Linked DNA regions of Zea mays: region 2 is linked to region 1. Evidence: chromatin contacts called from public Hi-C data. All regions are on one chromosome and are shown on one strand. Each heading gives the region's core, a stretch centred on a gene start, on an enhancer-like site or on the middle of the called end of the contact. The rest is flanking DNA. Distances are from core to core; before and after follow the strand shown. Region 1 holds the start of LOC100283354. Region 2 holds the start of LOC100286061.

Region 1 (4,269 bases), core at 803-3,302:
GCTGCGGCGCGGGCCTGCGCGCACGTACGCGGCTTGGCAGCGCCCGGGCCCGGCTCGATCGCCTCGCCCCGGCCCGGCGCCTTTTCAAAATTTTGACCGCAAGCGTTTAGCGCCGTGCTGATGATGCCTGATGCTCCGCCTCGCTGTTTCGAGTGCGCCGCGCAAAATGCCTGATATCCCCATCCGTGACTTTGTTGGAAGCGTTGGCGTTTCTTCTTCTTTTTCTTCGTTATTACTTCCTGTCCTAGAGCCCATCAAACTGATAGTACAAAGTGAAGACCGACGAAATCCTATAGCCCATGACGGCCTGATGCCATAAAATGCGGCCCCATTAATCTCACTCAATCAATGAATGTCTCCTGGCTCTCCGCACTACAAGGGAAGAGCCAAAGCCCAAGTGAATAGCCTTTCGAATGTGCAGCCCAATATTACTAATGAAATTTGTTTTATAATATGTGCATTTTGTAGGCTGCTGGTCCAAAAGAATTGAAGCCATATATGGTCTGACCGTAAATATCAACATGTTTTGGGGCAAGTCATTTAGCAATAAGGGTGAAACGGTCTATAAGTCAGAAAAAACTTCTCACCGATTTCACCCATATACTTTTTTGTTCGGTCCGAATCGGTAAACGGGAAAGTCGGAAACGGATAACGGCCGATAAATTTCAGTATATCGAAAACGGATAAATCCGAGCAAAATAGCTCGAAATTGATCGGAAAAATGTAACTGTAATTGGAAAATCTCACAATAAACAAATCCTAACCACACAATTGTTCATTCACATCCACATACAAGTCTCATTCACAAAAGTACACAAAACACAATACTGTCCACATATAATTGGTCATACACTCATACATGCCCACTCTTAAATTTTAACACACAACACAAGTCTTAAAACACGATTGTTCATTCACATCCACATATAGGTCTCAACCACACAAATACACAATACATGGTCATGACCACACATAAATGATCATACATGTCCACTAAAGTTTTAATCACATAGTATATAAGTCTTAAACACACGATACATAAACTAGAAATTATGTGGCATGTCGTCTGGATCACTTGTTTTGTGGATCTAAAAAATACAGTAAAAAACGGGAAATATCGGTTTTTTCTGAGAAATCCGAAAACGGACGGTAATTATGTCTCACTGTTTAACGTACCGTTTTCGTAACAATATATCTCGTTTCCGACCCGTTTTCCGTATATCCTGAAAAATCTGAAAACGGTGGAAAAAATCGGTAAACGTACCAAAAATTTACCGAATTTTACCGACCATTTACATCCTTATTTAGCGATATAGTTCCTGTTACTTTAGCAGATTGTGAAGATGGAGTGTATGGATTTTTTTGGGAGTTGTTGGAGTAGTAGTAATTTTTTAGGATGTAAAGTGTTAGGAATATCTCAATATCTATGTATTGTGAGAAATATTTTTAGAAGTTGTTAGAGATGTTCTTCTATCTCACCTCGGTCCAAACAAGTACTAAGACATCATTTATTAAAGTTTCTAAATATATAATAAATTGCAAAAAAATATTACGGGAATAATTCATTCCTGCGTTACTCCGCGCACAGCGCGCTGTGCAGGAAATCGCGGCAAAAATGATGGAAGATTGGGGAGTCAACGCTTTCCACCAAAATATATGTTTGCTTATTTTAAATATACATATACTAATATTTGGAAAATAAAAAGTGTAATTATGTTTATATAAATATCTCATTTAATCAATATCTATCTATATTATATATAAAAATCGCATTTGACTAATATAATAATATATATCATAAATATTTGTTTTGTATACATTATGTAGTTAGATAAACTCAGAATAATATAACTTGATACTATACTAAAAATTATATTGTTTTCTGAATAGGGAGCACAAAATTGACTCAAAATAAAAGGAAAGAAAAGAACGAAGTAGGTGTACACTTGCACTCGCAAAACAAAAAAGAAACCCGCACCTCTCTTGGACTTGGAAAAGGAAAAAAAAAAGAACCGCGCACGCTTCTTCTTCCCTCCCCCACAAAGGGAAGAAAAAAAATTTCCGTGTACGGTTTCGCCCGGCGCCGCCTTTGGCAGTTGCTTTGCTTGCTCTTGCCCTGTTGAGCTCCAAAGGATCTCCATTTCACCACTCCCATCGATCCCACTACCGGTCCGCATCAAGCAGCCGGCGATGGGGTCCGCGTCCGCCCGCATCGCCACCGCCGCCGTGCACCTCGTCACCGCGGCCGCCATCCTCCTCATGCTCGCGCGAGGCGGCGAGGCCGTCAGTCTCTGGCTCCCGCCGCCGACCGCCGGAGGAGGGGGCTTCCTCGGCGGCGCGGACCGTTACCTGACTCGGGAGGAGCACTGGATGAACCAAACCCTGGATCACTTCAACCCGACGGTATCTACTGTAATAAATCGACGTGTTTCTCTCCGGATTTATGTCGACTTGAGGCTCGTTCTGCCGTTCGTTGGAACTGCTTGGGTCCCCTGCCTGTGACTCTAGGTAGTAGAGCACGTACAAGCTGTGGTACGAGAACGTTCCGAATTAATGAACCTAGAGATTTGCTGTTGGCACGTCACGGTGTACAGGCATTACTCTATTTATTTTCTCTGTAAATAGAAGATGCCAAAAACCTTCCTAGTTTTCGTGAATCTTGCCTGGATGACTTCTTTTTCAACAGAACTGGCAGGTGCTCTGCCTTTTCATCCAGTACAAAGCAAAGTCTGAATATTTACAGGGTAATGAAAACAGCAAATAATGAAAAAACTGGGAAACTAGTGAAGTACTACGGATTATCCTCGTGTGCTAGGCCTTTCATCTGTACATCATTAACGATGCCTTGCAGAAGTTATTGCTGTGGTGTGCACCTATTATCAAAGATTCGCCAGCATCTCTCCTTCCACAAATTCCAAGCACTGTAGGTTATTGGACTTGCTCGCTGCACCTCATCCCCTTGCCCCTGCGTTTTGGTAAAATCTGCATCCACCACTCCCTGATGTTTATCGTGTTAGTTGACAGACCTTGCTCATTATGTGAAAGTCCCACCTGCCGCCATAGCCTTTTGGCATAGCTGCATTTAGCTATCATGTGCAGATGAGTTTCTTGTCTGCAGTCACATAATTTGCAAACTGGGTCTGTCTGTCCTTCCCTTTTGATTTTTTTAGAAAATGGAAGAGACTTCCCGCAATGCGTCTTCACACACAATGTTTACATTATTACCTAGTTTCAACGACATTGTTGAAGATAAGTCAGCGAAACAAGAAATACAAAAATTATGCACGACAGTTTATTATTAAATTTTCATCCATAGGAACAAACAACTCCAATGCAGTGGTCTCTAGTTTTATGCTTGTTAACCCAAAAGACTCCTTTGTTTCATTATCACGCTGCAGCAGTGCCCCGAACTGCAACCAATATGTCCCCCCCTAAAAGTAGCCTGCATTAAAGAAGTCTATTTGTAATTTTCAAAAATTAGATCATTAATAAATCTCAAAATTGCCAAACATAAGGCAGCTAGCCCAACCAGAATATATTTCTTCACTTTTAAACCAAAACTTGATAGACAACTCCCTAACATGTGGGATAGAGGGGTTAACCCGGTGGCTATAAGTCATCTCGATTGTGTCGGCATAATGAGAATCAAAGAAAAGATGTTTAATGGCTTCGTTACAATTACAAAACTAACACTTTTGACCACCTTTCCCATTTCTCTTATTTAGGTTGTCCTTCGTTAAAAGTACCACCCGTAGGAGATAAAAAAGGAAAATATTATTTTTAGAGAATTTTTTAACTTCCAAATCAATTTATGGGAGAGAGGATTGTTTTGATTTATTATGTGAAGATACATAGGACGGACCGTAAACTAACCGTTGTTATGTAAGTTCCAAATAAACAAATCTCTCTTGTCAGCCAAATCGATGTGAGTGATCTTGGCTACCGAGTCTTCCCAATCATGTAGTTTACCCCCCAGTCCCCCACCAGAGCTCTCCGAAAAGAAATATTCAGTGGTGTTGATCTCATAATATTGGCCACTACATCATGTGGACATTTTATAATATTATACAGTGTGGGATAAAGGTCTTTGAATGAGTGGTTGCTTACCCATGTATCTTCCAAAAATATTGTTGTTGTTTGTGATCTGTCATTAACTTTGAAGGAACCAAAAGCCAAAACCGGGCCTTTGTTTTCATCAAACCCTTCCGGAAACGGGAATCATTGGGTTTGACATGAACTTGTGGGAGAGATTTTGAGCTTATATACTTG
Region 2 (4,269 bases), core at 540-3,039, 540 kb before region 1:
TCCTTCACCATGTTAGGTATCCTGCTGCAAATGGTGGTTATAGCTACAACTACCAGACTCCTGCAGAATATGTCTCCTCCCAAGAGAGCTTCATGAATGCTATGACATTTTAGCTTTGTTTCAAGTAGTAAGGGATACAAACTTCGAGTTAAAAATATTGGCCAAGTGCGATAGTCTTGTACCGAAGATGCTACTGGTGTACAACTGTCAGGAAATCGTGGTTTACTTGTTTCCTCTTTTGTTTTTGTTTTACTTCTTCCCTTTTCTGGATCTGGAAAATTCGTAGTCGTTGGCGAGCTTTGCAAGCTAAAGGCTAACGGAGCATATGTGTTTTTAATTCCGTCTTCATGTTTGTGTCCATGTTTCTGCTGCGCTGGAAGTTGCTACTCAGGCTATTTCTTTCATGTCCTGAATTCAACTCGGGGGACCTCTTCGGCGCGATTGCATCTTGCTGAAAGCCCAAGATAACCACAAAAGAATGCCAATAATTCTGTCGGTATCTTTGATTGCCATGTCTGTTTTGGAAATAAGACTCTGAATATGATCTGTAGCTACTCAGCGTTTCCTGTGTTCATGCCTTTTGGATCCTATTTCTAAAATCTGGATCTCCGGACACTGCTGGTACTGACGAGCGCTTTGCCGTTGGATAATCATCGGTGTGTGTGAAGTCTACTCGATGTCATTGTGTAGTAGTTGTAGGTCTCGAGCCAGTAAAATGGACATCTTTCATCACCAATTTACTGACAGCAGAGCAGAATGTATTCCTGTTGATCTGACTGACTGGTGGTAGAAACGGATCTGATCGAGTACCACTAGTTGCCAATTAGTCCAGCGCATTCATGACAACGAATCATGATTCTTCCATTGCAGTATCCTGACACTGGTGAGCAGACATCCATGATTATTCCGTTACAGCTCTAAACAAATCAGGATCAGATGTGATCATTTCATCACACAAGAACAGCACACAGAGAGACGTAACATATATGCACAAGCACAAGGCATCCACAACACACACTGCTATACACGTACGTGCGTAACACCATGCCGTAAACCCTACTACATTTGCTTGGCCATGGCGTTGATGATGGCGAGCGCGATGGCCGTGAGGTGCATGGCGCCGGCGACGTTCCTCCGCACGGCCTCCCTCACGACGGCGGGCTGGCCCTTGAACCCCTCCATGCACATGCCGTCGTTCGTCAGCGCGGCGCTCGCCCACGTCTGCACGCTGTTCACCTGGAACCTGACGCTCCGCCCGGCCTGCCCGCTGGCGCTGGCACTGGCGCTGGCCGGCTCCTTGCCGAGGCGCTCCATTGCCTCCACCGACTGCCGCAGCAGGTCCACGGCGTCCTCGAGCATGCCCACGCAGTCTGCCGCCGCCTCGGCCGCCACGGGCACGAGGTGGTGGCTGCTCGCGCCGCCCGCCGCCATTGCCTTCATCGCGGCCGTCGCCCTCCGCGCGCCGTCCAGCGTGACCGTCAGCGCCGCCAGCGACAGGCGCGCCGGGCTGGCCCCGACCTCCGCCGCGTACGGGGCCAGCGTCGCGTTGCACAGGGCCGGGTAGTCCGTCCCCGCGCACCACGACCTGATGAAGCCGCCGCCGGCTGTGCTGGTGCTGGTGCTGGCGCTCGGGGTCGGCCGCGCCGTGACGGCGCCGCACCACGACCAGCACGAGAGCGCGAGAAGCAACAACCACATCAAGGCGTTGCTGCGTGACATGGCGCACGGGACGGACGGGAGCACGTAAAACTACGACGACTTCGACGTGTTTCTTATTACTGCTAGTGCTGCCTCGATCTTCTGTCTAGCATCGAGTTATATAGGGGGCAGGACGAATTAATGGAGGATAAGGGCGCGCGCGGCCTGTACGCGTATGACTGGCCTAACCGGCACGTCGTGTCTGTCTGGCCAGGAGAGCGTGCCCAGGAGGACCATAAGAGATCGAGGGTGCTCGGCTGCTTGCCTTTGATTTGCCGATCGACGCCGCTGCATGCGCATACGTACGAACAGGTCGAGCCAATGCAACGTGAGTTTGGCGGAGATCTTGCGTGGCGTCTAGCTAGCCGTCTTCAAGCGATCGCGAGACGTACGGCGACGGCGACGGCGACGGCGACGTGCGGGGTTCTGCTGCCCATCCCGGCCCGGGAACACGGCTGGGGCGGCTAGCTAGTCCGCTACGAGAATACATTGACGGTGCCGCACTGGGACGTGCCAAGGTTGGTGGGGACATCGTCAGGTGCGATGACGTGACGTTGCTTTCAGCTTCAGCCTCAGGGCACGGGGGACCGAATCAATAGCGCTGGGCGTTTCTGTTTCAGATCGCCATCGGTCCGGGAAAGGCTGGCCCGCAAGCCCATGTGGCCGCAGTGCTGCGCGGGCTTTCTCAGCCACTGGTTTCCCTCTTCTCTCTCTGCAGCGCGAATCTTGATTGGGCTGTATCGTCTGTAGGGTAGCGTAAACTCTAAATTATACGCTATAAAATTTAATGATTGAATCATATTAGGATTCGACTCTATTTATATTAATTTTTAGCTAAAATTAATTAAAGACCCTAATAAATTATGAAGAAACATTTAGATTGTAATCTATTACCATCCCTAATTGTTTGACGGGCGAAATCGGTATCTAGTCTCCGGCGGTTCTTCTATCTTATCTCTTAATTTTAAACTTCACTTGATAAACAATGTCATTTACAATGTAGCGTCCTCTATTTTATACTATTCACTAAAGGCAACTTAGTGGACATGGAGACGGGAGAAGCTAGAAGATATTTCCACCTAGTGGACATGGAGACGGGAGAAGCTAGAAGATATTTCCTTTCACTAGTATTCATGCACGGTGTGATACACACGTATTTATGCATGTGGTGAACTCCATGGACCTACACCTTTTTTTTTTGACAAAGCCAACGGGGGACGAAAGGTCCCCCGGCCTGATTAGAACTTGATTATTATAAGGGCACATGTTCCAGTTTTACAAGGGGGAGGGACATAAGCTTAGCTGCCAGAGACACATCGCACAGATGGCTACATGAAAATAGAAAAGGAATCACACCAAGAGGCAATTTCATCAATGAGAGGGCTCAGGCGTTGGTCCGGAAGGTCCGTGGGAATGTGGGATTGCTATTACGGAGAGCAGCTTGAAGGAGCTCCAGATCCTGCCTTGCAGCCGAGCTCAGGCGCGGGGCAAGGTGCCTAGTAATCCCCTCGGAGAGAACCTGATGGATAGAGACGGCCCGGTGTTTTGCATGGCTTGTGAGGGCAGGTAGCTATAGGTGATCTGTGATAGGTCCAAAATCAAGCCAGACATCGGACCAGAACCTGGTAGTCTTCCCATTATTCCCTAGCTTCACAGTGGTTATGGCAGAGTACAGAGGAAGTAGCTTTTGGAGTTGATTCCAGTGATCTCCGGTCGGTTTGACACCACCATCTGATTGGACCCCATGTGACCCATGAAGATCGAGCAGGACGCATCATCTTGTGAACCAGTTTGAGCAGGAGACAAATATTCTGGGTCTGCATGTGTTTCACCCCCCCCAATCCTCCATGCTGCTTCCCACGAAACGTGGCGTAGACGAGCTGGCTGCCAATAAGACACGTTGAATCCCATTCACTAAGACATACTAAGTTCAGATTGTTCCGAATCCTACTGAGTGACGCCAATAGCAGAGGCTTAGTCATCACATCAGTCAAGTGATCACCAAATGGAATAAGACACGTTGAGATATCGACGAGAAACTCAATTTAAACCGTGTTGCTGTTCTAGATTACGCCACTAAACCCAAAGACGCGTGGGTACTAGTGCCAGGACGTATATATATATTCTTGCCGGACAGACATTTTAGCACGTACACAAACACCACCGTCGCTAATTCGCGAAAAATTTAAACCGTTCAACGTTCATCACACCTTCCTTCTTGTCTTCTTGATTTCAAACGTGTGAGGGCGTATGTAGCATGCCGGTATCTGAAGCGTGCATGTCTGCTATCTGCTACGGCTCGTCGAACAGCGGCTGCAGCCGGTGCACGGCCGGCGCGACGACGGCGTCACCGCCACGGCAGCCCCCGGGCCACGGGAAGGCGCCCCGGCGCACTGACACGCGCGGGCCGCAGCGAGCCTCGTGGTCGAGGCCGCGCCTCGCGTCAGGGCTGAGCGCGGAAGCGTGGGGGCGAGGCCTCCACGACCGCGTCCCCGGTGGCGGTGGCAGTGGCAGTGGCGCCCCCATGCTGTTGTCAGCGATGTCTTCTGTCCATTTCAGTGTGGCCGCCAC

What was found. Hi-C and Micro-C count contacts between places; a contact is called where the count stands out from the background.
Region 2: a Hi-C map of bundle sheath shows a contact between it and region 1, with 2.2 times the contacts expected there. The contact joins the promoter of LOC100286061 here to the promoter of LOC100283354 in region 1. A contact is called at or near these places in 2 of 25 Hi-C or Micro-C datasets (bundle sheath and ear).

What each region holds. Positions count from the first base shown.
Region 1 is chr1:229,768,801-229,773,069 of Zm-B73-REFERENCE-NAM-5.0, reverse strand. LOC100283354 reads left to right here and starts at 2,052. Exons shown (of 14, transcript NM_001366962.1): 1 at 2,052-2,403. The coding sequence starts at 2,191.
Region 2 is chr1:230,311,063-230,315,331 of Zm-B73-REFERENCE-NAM-5.0, reverse strand. It overlaps LOC100286061, which reads right to left and starts at 1,789. Exons shown (of 1, transcript NM_001368188.1): 1 at 841-1,789. The coding sequence starts at 1,719. The coding sequence ends at 1,060. LOC100276271 reads left to right here. Exons shown (of 6, transcript NM_001150101.1): 6 at 17-232. The coding sequence ends at 96.